4 separate regions of the Mus musculus genome follow, and all the other regions are linked to region 2. The links are chromatin contacts, called in public promoter capture Hi-C maps. All regions are on one chromosome and are shown on one strand. Each heading gives the region's core, a stretch centred on a gene start, on an enhancer-like site or on the middle of the called end of the contact. The rest is flanking DNA. Distances are from core to core; before and after follow the strand shown.

Evidence for each region. Promoter capture Hi-C pulls out the DNA fragments that hold promoters and counts their contacts.
Region 1: a promoter capture Hi-C map of the C10 cell line shows a contact between it and region 2, with 7 times the contacts expected there. The contact joins the enhancer-like site here to the promoter of Rdh14 in region 2. A contact is called at or near these places in 7 of 39 promoter capture datasets (the 3T3-L1 cell line, the C10 cell line, cranial neural crest and 2 more) and 2 of 115 datasets of contacts at active chromatin or transcription factors (embryonic stem cells and stem cell-derived neural progenitor cells).
Region 3: a contact with region 2 is called in a promoter capture Hi-C map of hippocampal neurons, with 9 times the contacts expected there. The contact joins the enhancer-like site here to the promoter of Rdh14 in region 2. A contact is called at or near these places in 12 of 39 promoter capture datasets (the 3T3-L1 cell line, 3T3-L1-derived adipocytes, the C10 cell line and 6 more) and 1 of 115 datasets of contacts at active chromatin or transcription factors (stem cell-derived neural progenitor cells).
Region 4: a contact with region 2 is called in a promoter capture Hi-C map of second pharyngeal arch cranial neural crest, with 7 times the contacts expected there. The contact joins the enhancer-like site here to the promoter of Rdh14 in region 2. A contact is called at or near these places in 8 of 39 promoter capture datasets (the 3T3-L1 cell line, the C10 cell line, cranial neural crest and 5 more), 1 of 115 datasets of contacts at active chromatin or transcription factors (pro-B cells) and 2 of 9 other capture datasets (embryonic tail and embryonic trunk).

Annotation. Positions count from the first base shown.
Region 1 is chr12:9,190,143-9,193,804 of GRCm38.p6, forward strand. No RefSeq gene overlaps it. Among named protein-coding and RNA genes, the nearest start is that of Ttc32, 160 kb to the left of the region's middle. Within about 2 kb of position 2,134, at least 4 of the 459 cell types and tissues checked have an H3K27ac peak or open chromatin away from gene starts, as enhancers often do.
Region 2 is chr12:10,388,625-10,392,458 of GRCm38.p6, forward strand. Rdh14 (retinol dehydrogenase 14 (all-trans and 9-cis)) reads left to right here and starts at 2,156. Exons shown (of 2, transcript NM_023697.2): 1 at 2,156-2,602. The coding sequence starts at 2,216. Nt5c1b (5'-nucleotidase, cytosolic IB) reads left to right here. Exons shown (of 9, transcript NM_027588.3): 9 at 1,180-1,550. The coding sequence ends at 1,509.
Region 3 is chr12:9,250,411-9,254,324 of GRCm38.p6, forward strand. No RefSeq gene overlaps it. Among named protein-coding and RNA genes, the nearest start is that of Gm46323, 120 kb to the right of the region's middle. Within about 2 kb of position 1,576, at least 3 of the 459 cell types and tissues checked have an H3K27ac peak or open chromatin away from gene starts, as enhancers often do. A contact at or near this core is called in hippocampal neurons, where this site is marked.
Region 4 is chr12:9,337,262-9,340,737 of GRCm38.p6, forward strand. No RefSeq gene overlaps it. Among named protein-coding and RNA genes, the nearest start is that of Gm46323, 32 kb to the right of the region's middle. Within about 2 kb of position 1,845, at least 35 of the 459 cell types and tissues checked have an H3K27ac peak or open chromatin away from gene starts, as enhancers often do. A contact at or near this core is called in second pharyngeal arch cranial neural crest, where this site is marked.

The DNA of each region.
Region 1 (3,662 bases), core at 884-3,383, 1.2 Mb before region 2:
AGAAGATGGTTCTCTTACCTACTTTGGAGGTCAGAGCCCAACCTGGTGGGCACCTCTCCTCTTTCAGGGAAGGTGCCAGGATGTCTGGAGCCCGAATCGGGCTCTTTCCCAGAAGCTGTGTTTCTTCTGCAGTCTGCTCACTCACCCTTTTCAGTCCCTGCTCATGCCTTGTTTCTTAACCTGTAACATGTTTGCAAGATTTCACAAGTTACCATACAGAAGTGACTGGCAGCCAGTGGGATTGTATGCGGCAGCCACTTTAATCTGCCTTCCTTCCTCAGTGCCGTCACATCTTCCTCTCAGCTCCAGGAGAAGGGTCCTGGATGGCATGACAACATGTTGAGAGCCTTGTGACAACACATGAGTGTGAAGACCAGAGCCTTTCAGAAAACACCCTCATGGCTTATCACCTTGCAGAGTTTAGAGAAATTTCTAGGAACCTCTGTGATAAGAGGGCTAGATCCACAGAGGTTCCTAGAAATGGCTCTAAACTAGGAACCTCTGTGAATCTAGCCCTTTCTAGACTTGGGCTGGAGAGATGGCTTAGTGGTTAAAGAGAACTGACTGCTCTTCTGAAGGTCCTGAGTTCAAATCCTAGCAACCACATGGTGGCTCACAACCATCGGTAATGAGATCCGATGCCCTCTGTGTGTCTAAAAACAGCTACATATAATAAATAAATAAACCCTTTTTAAAAATATGAGGGCTAGATTCCTAAGGGATCACCTGAAGAGACACTTGGTGCTTCAGTAGCTGAAGGACCTGGGAGGTGGGGAGTCAGCATGCCTCTGTGTAGGAGAGAACCTGAGGGAGGACTAAACCTGTGTCCCACAGCAGGGCTTTACCAAGACCATATTCTCCCTGAAGTCCTGGGAGGCAGGTGCTGTCCTCACTAAACTTTGTCTCATACCATGCACTTTATCCAACTCACCACTGCGGGAGATTCAAGAGCTCTCTCTGACTTTAGGTTCAGTGAGTTCTACACTCTAGTACCCTCACTCCAGCATGTGACAAGGACTTATTTACCACTCAGCTTCCTTATCTGTAATATGGGTGGAATAGAACTTTGGGTATTGTAGGGGTTTTCTGAAGATCAATTCACGTGCTATTTGTAAAGTGTGTCAAACATAGTGGATCCTAAGTAGAGGCATATTTTTCTCTGACGGAGGTTCTCCAGGTGTGGCCCTCAAACTCCCCGTTACACAAGAACTTCATAAGCATGAAAATACTTCAGCACCATCAATGGAAGCTACTGATTTTGATTTTACTGAATATAAAGTCTGAGGTAGGGCAGCAGTCTGCTCTCCCAAGCCCTCCCAGCTTTTTAGATGCACACTCTCAGATGAGACTCACTAATGGAACCCAGACCTAGCCAGCTCCGATACATCCGTATGACTGCTCTGCACAAAGCTGGGGACAGTCAGTGCTGGGTACCTGAGCTCCCCTCTTCCCTCCTACCCGGCCAAAGCAAGGCCCAGTGGCTTTCCAGAAGAGGCTAATGCTACTGCAGACCTCCTGGAGGTGAAAGGGCCTTGTTCCCCTAGAGGATAGACACATTATAATGGCTTCATTTGATTAAAAGGGGATGTTGATCATTAGTTATGACTTAAATTTCTTCTCTTCCCGGCAATCATTCAAACTGTTCCCAGATGCGGGGAGAACTGTTGGTTACCTGTGAATACAACATCCTTTTATAACAAGGCTGCCCATGCTAATGGAGACTTCCAGACACTGGCTGGGGACCTCCCCACCCCCTCCTCGCATGCTCAGGGTTTGATGGAGTGAATGACTGAAGGGAAACATATGCATTCCAGATTGGTGCTGGGTTTGGAGCGTCAGCCTGCTCCTGCAGGCTGCCAAGGGGTGGTGGGGGAGTCCCTTGAGGATTTGTTGTTCCCATGGGGCTGGTTATTGACTTTTAGAGGCAAGTAGCCGCCCCAATTTCAGTTAGCACAGTTGTATGTTACTGCATAATTAGGAAGAAAGGGGGTGGAGGGAAGGCCTTGATGGGAAGAAAGGGGAAGGGATGGCCAAATGCAAATAGTTTGAATATTTTTGTCGAAGGAGCCCAGGGCAACAGTGGCCAAGGTCAAATGTTCAGCTCTTGGAAACAGTGGATAGGCTCAGAGGCCACTGGAAGAGGGAAGCAGGCCAGGAGGAGAAGGATTCGGGGCTCCAGACTTAGTTGAGTTTAGACGATTCTAGATTACTAGCCAAGTTGTTCCAAGATGAGTTTAGTTTGGGAAACAGTGAATGACCTTTGCCCCACAGTGCTCAAGCTTAAGTGGGGAATCCTCAGGTGGGTGGGCAGGGCCTCTCAAAGCTTCCTGACACTGGGGTGTGGATGCAGCACCGTGGACTTTGGGTAATTTAGCCTTGGAAAGGAACCTGGAAGATAGGACATGGATATGATTGAGGATTTTGGAATTTGCATCTGGGTATCTTCTGGGTGAGGTAGGAACTGGGACCTGGATGTAGGGAACCTAAGCTCACTCTCAAGCTTGAGGCTGCTGCATTTCTGTACTTGGAGCTAATGAATCCAATGTCATTTGATGGCTGAGGCTAAAGTAATATCAGACCCCAGAACTTGGGTGAAAGCTTGACATTCACCTGACCTCAGTGGAAGGAGTGGTGGAGAAGGGTTGGCAGGGGCTGGGGGACATAGACCAGATGGAGGAAGAGACAGGACAAGGGAAGGGTTAACCTTGTAAATGTCTTTTTTGTGATAATGCTAGGAAGGTCTTGGAGACGTTGTTTAAACATCAAGTCCTGATCTGAGTCAGGAGCCTTAGTTTTTAATACCAGCCTTGTCTTTGGCAGTGTCCATGGATGCCACCCTGCCATGTTGGGCTGTCAGTATCACAGAGAGGTGTGAATGAATGCTCTTTAGAACTCCCATAGTATAGAAGGTAGAACTCTTAATATGTTTTCTCCTTGATCTCAATGCTTTCTTCTCCCTTGGTAGGAAGGATATTTAGAATAAAGGCATCAGGACAGAATATGTCTATCAGCCTACAGTTTGTGTCTGCCATGTCACTGGCTTCCTTGGAAAAACCTCCAGGGAGGAGAGGCTCTTAAAGCATATGTAATCAGGGCTAGTGTAAACCTCTTTTGGATGGGTTTCTTTCCAGAACACCCTTCCTCCTCTTCTGCAATCGATTCTAGAAGGAAGGTGGGCTCCTGGGGGAAGGCTGAGTTTCTTATTATTGCTGTTTTGACAGATTGCCACACATGATAACTGGAAATCATGTAAATTTGTTCTCTCATAGTCTTGGAGGTCAGAAGTGCAAAACAGTCTCATTGGGTGGACGTGAAACTATCAACAGGATACATTCCTTTCAGACACTTCTTAGCTTTGCTGGCTCTCAGAGGCCACTGAAGCTTACTGTCTCATGATCTTGTCCTTCATCTTTACATCACAGATGGAGAGACACACCCTTCTCATAATGTGCTTCTCTTACACTGACTCTCTTGCCTGGCCTACTACATTTAATGACTCTGGTGATGCTCCTGGGACTCTTCAGAAGGACACCCTCATTCTCTTTTAAGGGAAGCTGGTTAGCAATCTCAGTTCCTTCTGCCACCATAATCTCCCTTAGCAACTAATATCATGTAGGTATAGGTTCCAGGCATCCAGATGTGAACCTGCTTTAGAAACCCAT
Region 2 (3,834 bases), core at 906-3,405:
GAGTTCTAACATACCTGGCAGTTTTGATCAGTTTTGCATATTTTGAATTCCACATATTTAGGGAAATGGTATATATTCTATATCACATTTATCAACTCCTGTTCCTCATACAATGCCTGTCTGATATTCATATATTCCTGACTTTTAGAATAATGCTGTATGAGTTGTATATTTTTCTGAACTTTTCCCTTCAGCCAGCTATGTCTATTTATCCTGATTGTATATTTAACCATGTGTGTGCCCCTGAACACACACACTAAAATAAACATGGTTTTAAAATGGGCCAGTGAGGTGGCTTAGAGGATAAGAGTGCTTGCTTGTCACCAAGCCTGATGACCTGAGTTCCATCTTATTCAGAGAAAATATGAATCATGGAATCTATTTTTAGGCAAAACCTCACTCAGGTAGAGGGGACAGTGAGCAGTATGATGATAATATACTAAATTGTCAAACAGGATTTCCACAAGCATTTCCTTGAGAAGACAGTACTATGCAACAAATGTTGGCCAGCATGCAAATGGCGGCATGCGCATAAAAGACATAAATGAGTATAAAATAGTTAAGCATGGATGTAAACATAAAACAATGGAAAAGACTAAAATAACATAAAAAGAAACAAATATTATGTCTTAATGTAGAAACTATAAAGCTACATAGCGTTAAGACAAGACAGGGTTGGACTCAGGCCAAACAAACAACTAGTTAAACAAAGTGACAGTAATTTCAAAGGTAAAACGTTCCGCTGACAAACAATGTGGTACAATGGTGGTTTTGGTGGTCAACTGAAACACATCTCCCAGTTACCGGGGATAATTTATGCCTATTGCCCTGGAGTACTACTTATAGAACGTTCTTTCACACTTAAAATATGTTTGTCTGGATGAAAAATGATGTGGTTATCCTAGATTTATTCCAGGCATGCAAGGGATGGTTGTGTATCAGGAAATATCTTCACATAAATGTAGAGAGTTTGGCATCGTACTGTCAGCCCAGAATCACTGCATGCCAGTCAGCAACCTGTGGATTTTAAAGTCTTATAAGACCCTGGTTGGTTGGTTGGTTGGTTGGTTGGTTGGTTGGTTGGTTGGTTGGCTGGTTGGTTTGGTTTGGTTTGGTTTTCAGTAATCACTTCTCTTTTGCTCACCCTTGCACAGCTGAGACTTACGTTCTCTTTTCCAGGGTCCTCTTAAAAGCTTTCTGGAAGATTTAGGGAAACTGCAGAAAAAATTCTATGCCAAAGACGAACGATTGCTTTGCCCCATCAGGACCTACCTGGTTACAGCTCGTAGTGCAGCGAGTTCAGGTGCCCGTGTGCTGAAGACCCTTCGCCGATGGGGTCTAGAGATAGATGAAGCTCTTTTCCTGGCTGGAGCCCCTAAAGGTCCCATCTTAGTGAAGATTCGGCCCCACATCTTCTTCGACGACCAAATGTTCCACATTGAATCAGCACAGAAATTTGGTACCATCACGGCCCATGTGCCTTATGGCATTGCTCAAAAACGCAACTAGGGATGGGGAGGAAAAATAAACAGTCTGGTATTACAAACGGCATGTGTTTTGCATGGCTAGAGTGACTAGTTATTTCTGAGAATTTGACCACAAAACTTAGCTCCTTTGGTGTTTTTCTTTGCTTTTTGGAAAAAATTTTGAACTTTCAAGCTACAGTCAAGCATTCTACTTTTTTAAAGCTAAGGATGTTGGATATCATTGCATCTATCTATAAGTTGTAATGGGTGGCTCTTTAGACAAGTTTAGAACTTTGACACTTAAGTTGTTTCACAAGAAGCTTAATTAATTTTCAAAAAGCATTGCTCACTTTTAGTGTTAGTCAAATGAATGAATCTCTATATGCAGCATCACCTAGAAAAGGTATATTCAGGGTGGAATGAGTCTGATCAATAATACTGCTGATAACTGGGGCTGTGTCTTTTGTTATCCTTGTGTGGCAAGAATTTTACCAAGAAATGTCATTTTGTCTATAGGCATATAACCAATTCTAACACTGTCCACTTCTAAATAAATCCGCTGGGGCTTTCATGTGTACTTCCTGAACGCTAAGTCAAGTCAGCCTTAGGAGCAAAACTACAAGTCCCAGAAAGCCCCGCGCGCAGTAGCCCAGGACAGCAGGCGGCGCCCCAGAGTCCTTCGCGTGTAGGTGGCCCCATAGCACTCCGGAACCTGTGCGCTAGGCCCAGTGCACCGGGCCCGGAAGGTTATGGCAGTGGCTAGTGTGGCCGCAGCGCTCCTGGCCGCACTGGGCGGGGCGCTGTGGCTGGCGGCCCGGCGGTTCTCTGGGCCAAGAAACCAGCGGCAGCAGGGAGGCGGGGACCCGGGCCTCATGCACGGGAAGACAGTGCTGATCACCGGAGCAAACAGCGGCCTGGGCCGTGCCACCGCGGCGGAGCTGCTCCGCCTGGGGGCGCGGGTCATCATGGGATGTCGGGACCGCGCTCGAGCAGAGGAGGCGGCCGGTCAGCTCAGGCAGGAGCTCTGTCAGGCTGGGGGCGCCGGGCCCGACGGCACCGATGGCCAGCTGGTCGTTAAGGAGCTGGACCTTGCCTCGCTGCGCTCAGTGCGAGCTTTCTGCCAAGAACTGCTACAGGTGTGGGTCGAATGGAGCTCGCCACCCTCGGGGAGGGCCCTCTGAAACCTGGTGTGACCTTGAGGGTGGCCATGACCAAACCGGAAAGGCTCCTGCCTGCCTTGGACCCGGCTAGGAGGAGGGGCAGGTCTGAGAAGGAATTCCTGGGAGGTCCTAAGGAGAAGTGCATAAATAAGCCAGTGTCTGGACATTTGGTTTTGTTAGGCTAGGACAGTCACCAGCTGATCTTTGAGTTGTTTTCCCCCTGTCAGAAGTGAAATGTGTGCCAAATCTTACAGTGTCACAAGGCCTGTGAGCACCACAGGAGAAAAGCTAGCCAAAAACTTTCATTAGACCCTTCTTAAAACTTTTCTTTCTGTTTTTTTCCCCTCGTTACCTGGTTTTGTTTGTTTGTTTGTTTTTTCTTTTTTTGTTTTGTTTTGTCCTGCTGAAGTAGGAGGGGGTGTCACTTGCTGACACCCTGCATCATCCCTAAACTTGGAATCCCATTAAGTGTCTGAAAAGGGACAGGAATAAAAATAATTTAATGCTTAGCTTTATGGAAGGTTTTATACATGCCAGGGGATGTGCTAAGGACATTTTTAATATCTTTGGCTATTATCAGATCTTGTAAAGCAAGCAATAATATCTCTACTTCATGATAGGGAACTGAGGCATAGGAAGGCTAAGTGACGTGTCTGTCTTCAGAGTCCTTGCTTTAATCTCCTGTTGTGCATTCCTAGTACTTGAAGGCTGAGGTGTGTGATTTCCTTGGGTGTACAGTAAATATTCTACCGAAGTAGAAAGGCTGTGGCCAAAGTGACTTGCCACAGGTAGATCTAAAGGCAGACACAGGAGGGTGCTTGTCTCTTCTGAAATCTCTTGAATCTAAGGCAGACATTCTAAATGGCCTGTTTTTCTTTTCCGTGATGTACTTAGACCAAAAGAAATATCTGTAAGTTCATTTGTTAACATTTAGATATTTAACTCTGACAATTCTTATTAGTGGGACTGTGGCATGTTGGACACTATACTAACTTTTCCAACCTCCAAGTTAGATGGACACAGCCACCTTCATTCTTGTTCAACATAGACTTCTTTTTTTTTTTTAACTTTTCACTTGCACTGAAAACAGTAGCTAATAACTACTAATAACTGCTAAAAGCACAACTGTACAAAGAAACCATCTCATCAGAAGAGAGACCATATTGAACCACTTGGAGTAGTAGTTATTGAGATAATGAGTAGAGTGT
Region 3 (3,914 bases), core at 326-2,825, 1.1 Mb before region 2:
ACATAGTTCAGTTATGGAAGTGACAATGACCTTGAAGCCTATGGTGTTTGAATCTTAGAGATGATGACAGTGGCTAAGAGAATCCGAGACATGTAGGGAAGTATCATGATTTGATCTGGTTCTTGTATATGGGTTGTGGAAATGGATGGTGTCTCTCTTGGGCTGAAGTCATTATGTGTGACAATGTCATCTCGGAGACTGAAGCTACATATGAGCCACTTACAATCTTCTTTTGAGTGAGGGGCCTCAGCATCTTCCCCAGGTTTCTGGTCTGGAATAATTATACTTATAAGCAGCAAGCTATTTTTTTTCTTTGTTAATTCTCTTTGAGTACATTCATCCAGTGACAGACATGGATCCTGACCAATTACAAATTCAAGTTCTGTAGATTCAATGCTGGGCCTGAGACTCCCAACCCTCCCTGGAGTGACTTTTGCTTTGGAGACAACCTCTGTCTAATTCAAGAGCCTATTTTTAGTAGCCAAGATGAAATTTAAATCAAGATATTTATTTTATGTTTTAGGTGTATGAGTGTTTTGCCTGCATGTATGTATGTTATCACATGCATGCTTGGAGCCTGCAGAGGTCAGAAGATGGCATCAAATCTCCTGGAACTGGAGTTATAAATTGTTGTAAACCACTATGTGGATAAAATCTGGGTCCTCTGGAAAAGCAATAAGTGTTCTTAACCCCTGGACTGTTTCTCCAACTGCAGCCAAGATGTCATTTTGATGCATACCTTACTCATGGCTTTAAGTTTTAAACCCTTTCTAGCTTGCTTGCATCATTACATCTCTAACTACATCATTCATATGTAGTCACCTCTCATCCATATACTACACATGGCATGATCTTCTTATCTAAGAGACTTCACAGAGAATCATAAGTCCTCTCCACATCACTCCACAGCATGCATTCTTACACATGGCATGGCACCACAACCGCAACATGTTTACCCATGACATGTTATTTTTCTCCCACTCTTCCTGGGCTGCATACTCCATTGCCATAGGGGCATGAGACAACCACACACTATGTCCTTAAGCTTTGCAGCCATATTTGACCAGCCTTCTTCTGGAGTCAGTGCACCCAAGGTTGGTCCTGCCAAAATTATTGGAAAGGCGATAGTGTGTCTAAAAAGGAATTAAAAGTTAAGTATATATAAAGAGGCAAGGGAGGGTGAGAGAAACAGAAATGATTTGGAAAATATCTCTAGGATTTGAAAACAAATGTATGATATTCGATCCCTTCATGATTCTTTTGTGGCGCTCGTGTTGCTAAATATTGCTTGATGGAGAAAATATTTGGCAAGAACTGTGAGTTTTATTTAGAGTTTTGGGGGAGTCGGGGGGAAGCTTCTGAACAAGGAGTGAGCTGGCGTGGCCAGGAGAGGAGAGGAGGCTGGGCCTGGAAGGCTTTAGTGGGAATGGGAGACCAGGACCCCAGTCCCAAGAGATCCAGGATGAGTACCAGTCCACTCAAGCAGAAGAGAACCTGACCTTGGCTCAGGCTGGCTCAAGGAACCAGCTTCACTGCGTGCTTTCCCTGATCTCACCTGTAGGTGGCACCTTCCCGCTGACTGTTCTAGCTGCCAAGCAACCACTTCTGACATCCTCCAGAAGGACATTGTGGAGAGTCATGTGGGTACCGGGGTCCTTCTCTATCTCGCTACTGTTGTTTGTTCTGTTCTATTTCATTCTCTTTGTCTTGTTTTTGGTGCTGGGCAAATGAACCCAGGGCTTCCTGTGTGCTAAGCAACTGCTCTAGCATACAAATTCTACTACCCAGATTATAAGTGTGGCTGGTTTTGAAGGCCCAACTCCAAACCTTCTTCAACAACGGACCTGGACCCTTTCCTTGACCCCATGACCACTCTTCAAAGCTCTGTTAACACCAACAACCTCATGGTTTACCAATTCATTATTATATATGCAAATTTGCCACGTTCAACAAGGCAGCTATGATTCTGCTACTTTAGGGTCAAAAATAGCCAACAATAATATGACATTACAGTTGGGAAATGTATCATGTAATAAAATATTATGGTTGGTTGTGGGAGATATTAACGATAATGCATCACAGTTGTAAGATTGTGCAGAAGCAAGATGAAGGGTGTGTGTGTCAGAGAACAAGAATCATCGCAGGAAAGACAGGTGTTATTCTATGTAACAAGAAAAGGGGAGGAAGAGAGAAAACTTGAATTGTGCATCTGGGATAGTGAGTGATGTTACCCCTTTTCTTATGTCATTTCAGATGTGCAGGCATGGGCTCCTAGAGGAAGCACAGCTCTGGCCCCGAGTTCATGGCACTTTTTGGAGCAGATGCAAAGGCCTTCTGACAACTGTAGTTATAACCAGTGCTGGCTGGTGCCAGAAAGCCAGATTGCCATTCCAATGCTATATTGATCCAAAGCAAGGTAGCAGGACTTAGGAGAGACTTTTCTCCAGTCAATTGCCTGGGGATGAGCTTTGCAAGGGCTGAACAATGGCAGGGAGCCCCAGGCTGATCTCTGTAGGTAGTGGCTCTTCTCCTTCCACTCCTACAACAGCTTGGAGTTGAATTAATTGGTGATGGTGGTAAATGCAGTGAGGAGGGAGGCTGGCCTCTTATTGTGACTGCGCCTTCTGTGGCTCAGTTTACCAATCCTTTGACGATCATCCCTTACCATCCGTCTTCCGGGTACCATTCACTGTGTGTATGTGTGCATGTGTGCATGTGTGTGTGTGTGTGTGTGTGTGTGTGTGTGTGTGTCTGTGTATGTTTGTGTATGTGTCTGTGTGAATTAGTGCAAATACCCGATAACTAACTTTTACAATCTTAGTGTCACAGACTTTGGGACTGAGTAATCCTTAGGGTACCCAAGTGCCACCATTTTATTGTCGATGGTGACTTGAGGTATGGCAAGGAGCAAGAACTTGACTAAAGCCATAAGACAAACTGATAGCTGAGATGGGTCTCAGAACCCTCCTGGGACAGGCCAGGATGACTTTGTCTAATTACCCAGATCCATCCCAATTTGAAATCAGAGTCTCTGGCTGCAGCTCCAACAGCATTCCGGAACCGAGCTGTAAATCTGAGCCCTGCAGCCTCTCTGCTCTGACATTTGTTGTGTTTTACTGCCAAATGCTCCTGCTCGGAGATGCCATCTCCGGAGGGAGAAATTCTTGAAAGAGACACCCTTTCCCCCTTCCCAAATTAGGAGTTAATTAGTACCAAAATGTGCATGGTGGGGGTGTCTTAACTGGCCTCGCAAGGGCTTCCCAAAGCAGAAAAGTGCCTCCCTTTCGAAAGGCGCCTAATTGTGCTCGCATCTCTGTTTGGAGAAGGGAGTCTCTTCGTCTGGGCCAGGCACCCTCAGGGACGGATCTGTTAACTCGCTGTCACCTCCTTTTGAGATAGTATCGTCTTGTAACTCTGAGCAATAAAATGAGTAATTGTGGGCCTTTTGAAGCCAGGCCCTATACCCAAGCCAGTTTGTTTACCCTGGAAGGCCTCGGTCAGCCTGTCACTCTGTCCCTTGTGCATTTGCCGAGAGACCTCTTCCTCCCTCGAAGCCGTCAGGATGCCCTCGGCTCCTTGTTCACGTTCTGTTTGGTCTGAAAATGCCCCAGTCCAGAAGTAAAATTCTTTATCCCGATGTCTGCTTCTCCTACTGGGCAAGCTTCCCCTTCGTGGGAATTTGAAGAAAGTCATTTCAGTTAGAATGCAGATTTCCTAGAAAAGTAGCATGACTCCCAATTCCATTCTTGCCCCCTTCCTAGCTGTCTACCAGGCCAGCTGAGAGCTGTGTATGTTGAGGGTGGGGGGTGGTATTTGGGGGTCCTGAGTCCAGGGGGGTTCCTGCTGGGCTCAAGAACCAGCTTTTGTATCCCTCAGAATTTAAATGAAGGCCCCAAAAGACAAAAGTAATGAAG
Region 4 (3,476 bases), core at 595-3,094, 1.1 Mb before region 2:
GCTTGTATCTACCACATACACCAGGCTACTATCCTCTGCCCACATGGTCTCTTGTCTTCTAGATGTGTCTTACTCATCTTTGCATTTTCAATGTCTACCATAATTCCCAGTGTGTTATTTTTTTGCATTAGGAAATATTTCTGAATGAATAGACAAACAGCTATCAGCTCAAACAAGGCTTGGCTTATAAACACAATGAGAATTTAGGAAAATGAGATTCACTTTTGCCATAAAGAGCTTACACATTGCAGACTACAACACAGGCTCCATAATCCTTGAAAACTCTTACATGATTATCCCCATAAAACCCCCACGGGCTAGAAGGGACTCTCATGACCTCAGCCTGGAACAGTTTCCTATCTTCTTTACATGACATCTAGCCTATTTTCATTATGGGAAGGATGACTGTGTTCATGGAAGACAGGAAGGACCAGACGATGGCTCCTTCCCCAGGAAGTCTTCAAAATTCACACTGCCCTTTGGGAGTTCCCACTAGTATATGGAACATAAGGATTCGGTACAATATGGGCATATTTGTACAGTTTTTTTTTTTAAAGATTAAACATGATACAGTACTGGAAGTGAGCACGGAAGATTGAGGCCCTGGGTTTTATGCTTTCCCTTGCTACAGGGGATGGAAGGAATATTGTTTCTCCTTAAAATGATTTATTTAAATGGGTAGGCTAGAATTCTACTTAAAACCCAGTGTCTGAATGCACCTGTTTAAGTCAGCTTCTTGTTCTCTCAGGTATTTAGGCATTGAATTTTCCCCATTAGGGGAGTGATTGACACTGTGGTCCTTACAATAACACATGATTATAACTCTGCAAATGGCAATTACATTCAATGGAAACCAGATGTTGCTTGGAATTCGACTCTTCTGGTTTCTTGGTGAAGTAGATGAATTTGTAAAGTAGAAAACCACAGTCATTACTCAGATGGACTGTACATGAATTAATGACATAATATCTAAATCATATATGGTTGAAAATAATGATTAACTTAAACTATCAAGATAAGCTAATGAAAAACAGACCCTTAAAAATTAAAGATGTGTTTTCTTCAATGTATTTTATTCATATGCTAATCATAAAACTACCCTGGTTTTGGTGTCTCTTCAGTCCTGAATAGAAAAAAGAACTTGTTTAAAAAAGAAGTCTTTTTTGGTGGTTCCCCTGTGGGAGGAGGTGGACAACTGTGATGGTTTTTCTTGGCTAGTGAATTTTTCTAGAGTCTGAAATCAATCTTTTAAAAATATATTGTTGTTAAGGACAGTTAGCAGTGTTTTATGCTGAATTACACACGTTATATTGCTAAGGACATATTCGGCATCCGAGGGACTGGCTTTTCATGTATGTACAAAGCATATCCGTTCACATACAACTTCTTTCTCTCTCCTGAGCCTGCAAACAAAGCACACATGCACACATTCATAGGTGCACAGACTCTCCTTCTCCCTGTCTCTCTCTTATCTTACACACACACACACACACACACACACACACCACTCAGTGATGCCTCCAGCCAAGAAGGCAAATTGGCATTTCAAATCCACCCACACTACCATTTCAAAAGCTCACAGCCTTGGGTTAGCACCCTCTGAGGTGGTTGAGTTTGCAAACCTTGGCCCATCATTTCCACTGTCATGAATTCTCAATGACATCATCACTGTAAAATTAGGAACTCTCTTTCTTTTCCTGCAGATGTGAAAGCTTGACATTGCATTCCATGGTCCCGTGCCACATTTCATCAGCGTTCTTCCTTCGCTTTCTCCAAAGCCCGTGGCCGCATGTGGTGTGTAGATTGCCAGTGCTGTTTGGGATCTCATATCAAATGCTGCTACTTAATCCCAGGCGGCCTTCCCCAAGCCCACACCTGCAGCTCATTGAATCCTCCTGGAGTACAAAGGGCTGATTTACAGCACGAAGGATCCAGGCACTGGTTGCAGCTGGAGCTCCAGCAGGAAAAGGAAGTTGTTCATCATCTTGTGTGCATTTCATTAACAATAGTGTACCCGATATGTAGCTCATAGAATAATTTCAAGTCACTGACAGAGAGCATTATGGCATTTGGCATTACTAGGAAAAAATACTTCAGGATGGGCAAATTAAACGTGAGCGCGAGGTTTCCATGAGACCCCCTGGAACCGCATTCACTACTGTCTGATTCTTTGGGCTTTACCCCGCTTCTCATTCTTTCCCTTTGTCGTTGGAGCAGTCTTAGGGTTCAACTGGGATATTGCTAGCTTTCTGCTTTGTTTTAGGTATTAACAACCAGGAGCTTCGAGCGAGCTATGCTAAGCCAACCACTTGATGTATGTTTATTTGTTGGGGTGGCAGTTGCCGTGGCCGAATGAGACATGCAGTATGTATATTTCTCTTCTGAGAGTTCACCTCCATGTGTGTTAGTGAGTCCCAGTCTGATGCTGGCGATGAGGAGTGAGGATGGTGGAGACAAAGAAGGTACAGATGCCAAGAGATTATCGTATGGCTGAGCTTCCTCTCTCAGCTCTTAGGCCTGTCTTCTCTGCAGCCCAGTATCAGCCTCCAAAGAGGGGATCCCTATCCACCAAGGGGCTGGCTGTCCAGTTCTCTGCAACTCCACTTGTTCTACGGGAGTATCTTGCAGTTGAAGGATCTATTAAGGAGACCGAAGGCCTAAACCTAAGCTTACTTCAGAACAAAATCACTTCAGAAGTGGTGCAGGATGCTCACTGCATTTGGGTCAATGCCCTGCACGATGGTTGAGTGATGCACAGAATAGAAAGGCAAAGATGGATTTATGGTGGCTGTTGGCACTTTATTTCTAGAGGACAAAATCAATAAAAATCGCCCTGCTTGAGGGAGAAGGCTCAGGGAGGCAGAAGCAAATTTCTTTTCACTTTGTAATGGTAAACAAACCGGGCTCAGAGCAGTATCTGATGTGGCTGCACAGAGCCTGGTTTCCAGTTTCTCTTGATGTGTCAAATGTATCCCTTATGTGAATCATGGTTTAAAAATACTTGTATGCAGTGGGTTTGGGAAATCAATAAGCTTTTATGATGCTCTCCTTGCTTCACATAATTTCTGATTTCAAAAGAAAGCCTGTGTATTCCTTTAAGTTGTTTATATATTATGTGTTTCAAAACTAACAGCTCTTCCAAGAGTTTCCCCAGGATTGTTAGAGTTTTTTTTTTCCCCTTGTTCTCCTCTCTTGCTTGCTTGCTTTCCCTTTCTTGTCAGTAATGCTAATGAGTTCGAAACTTACACATAAATTGAAGCAGGATTTATAAAATGCAATAAAAAAACTTCTAGGCAAGAAAGATAAATATAACAATCCATGAGACCATGTCAGCCTTTTCCAACATTGGAAAGACTACAGACAGGGACATTAACGAATGACCAGGCTGTGTGGCGTTTCTCAGGTTAGGAGCTGAGGCTCCCAGCAAGCAGCCTTACGAAGAGCTGTCCTGCCTTCCTTGATTTCTCTGAAATTCA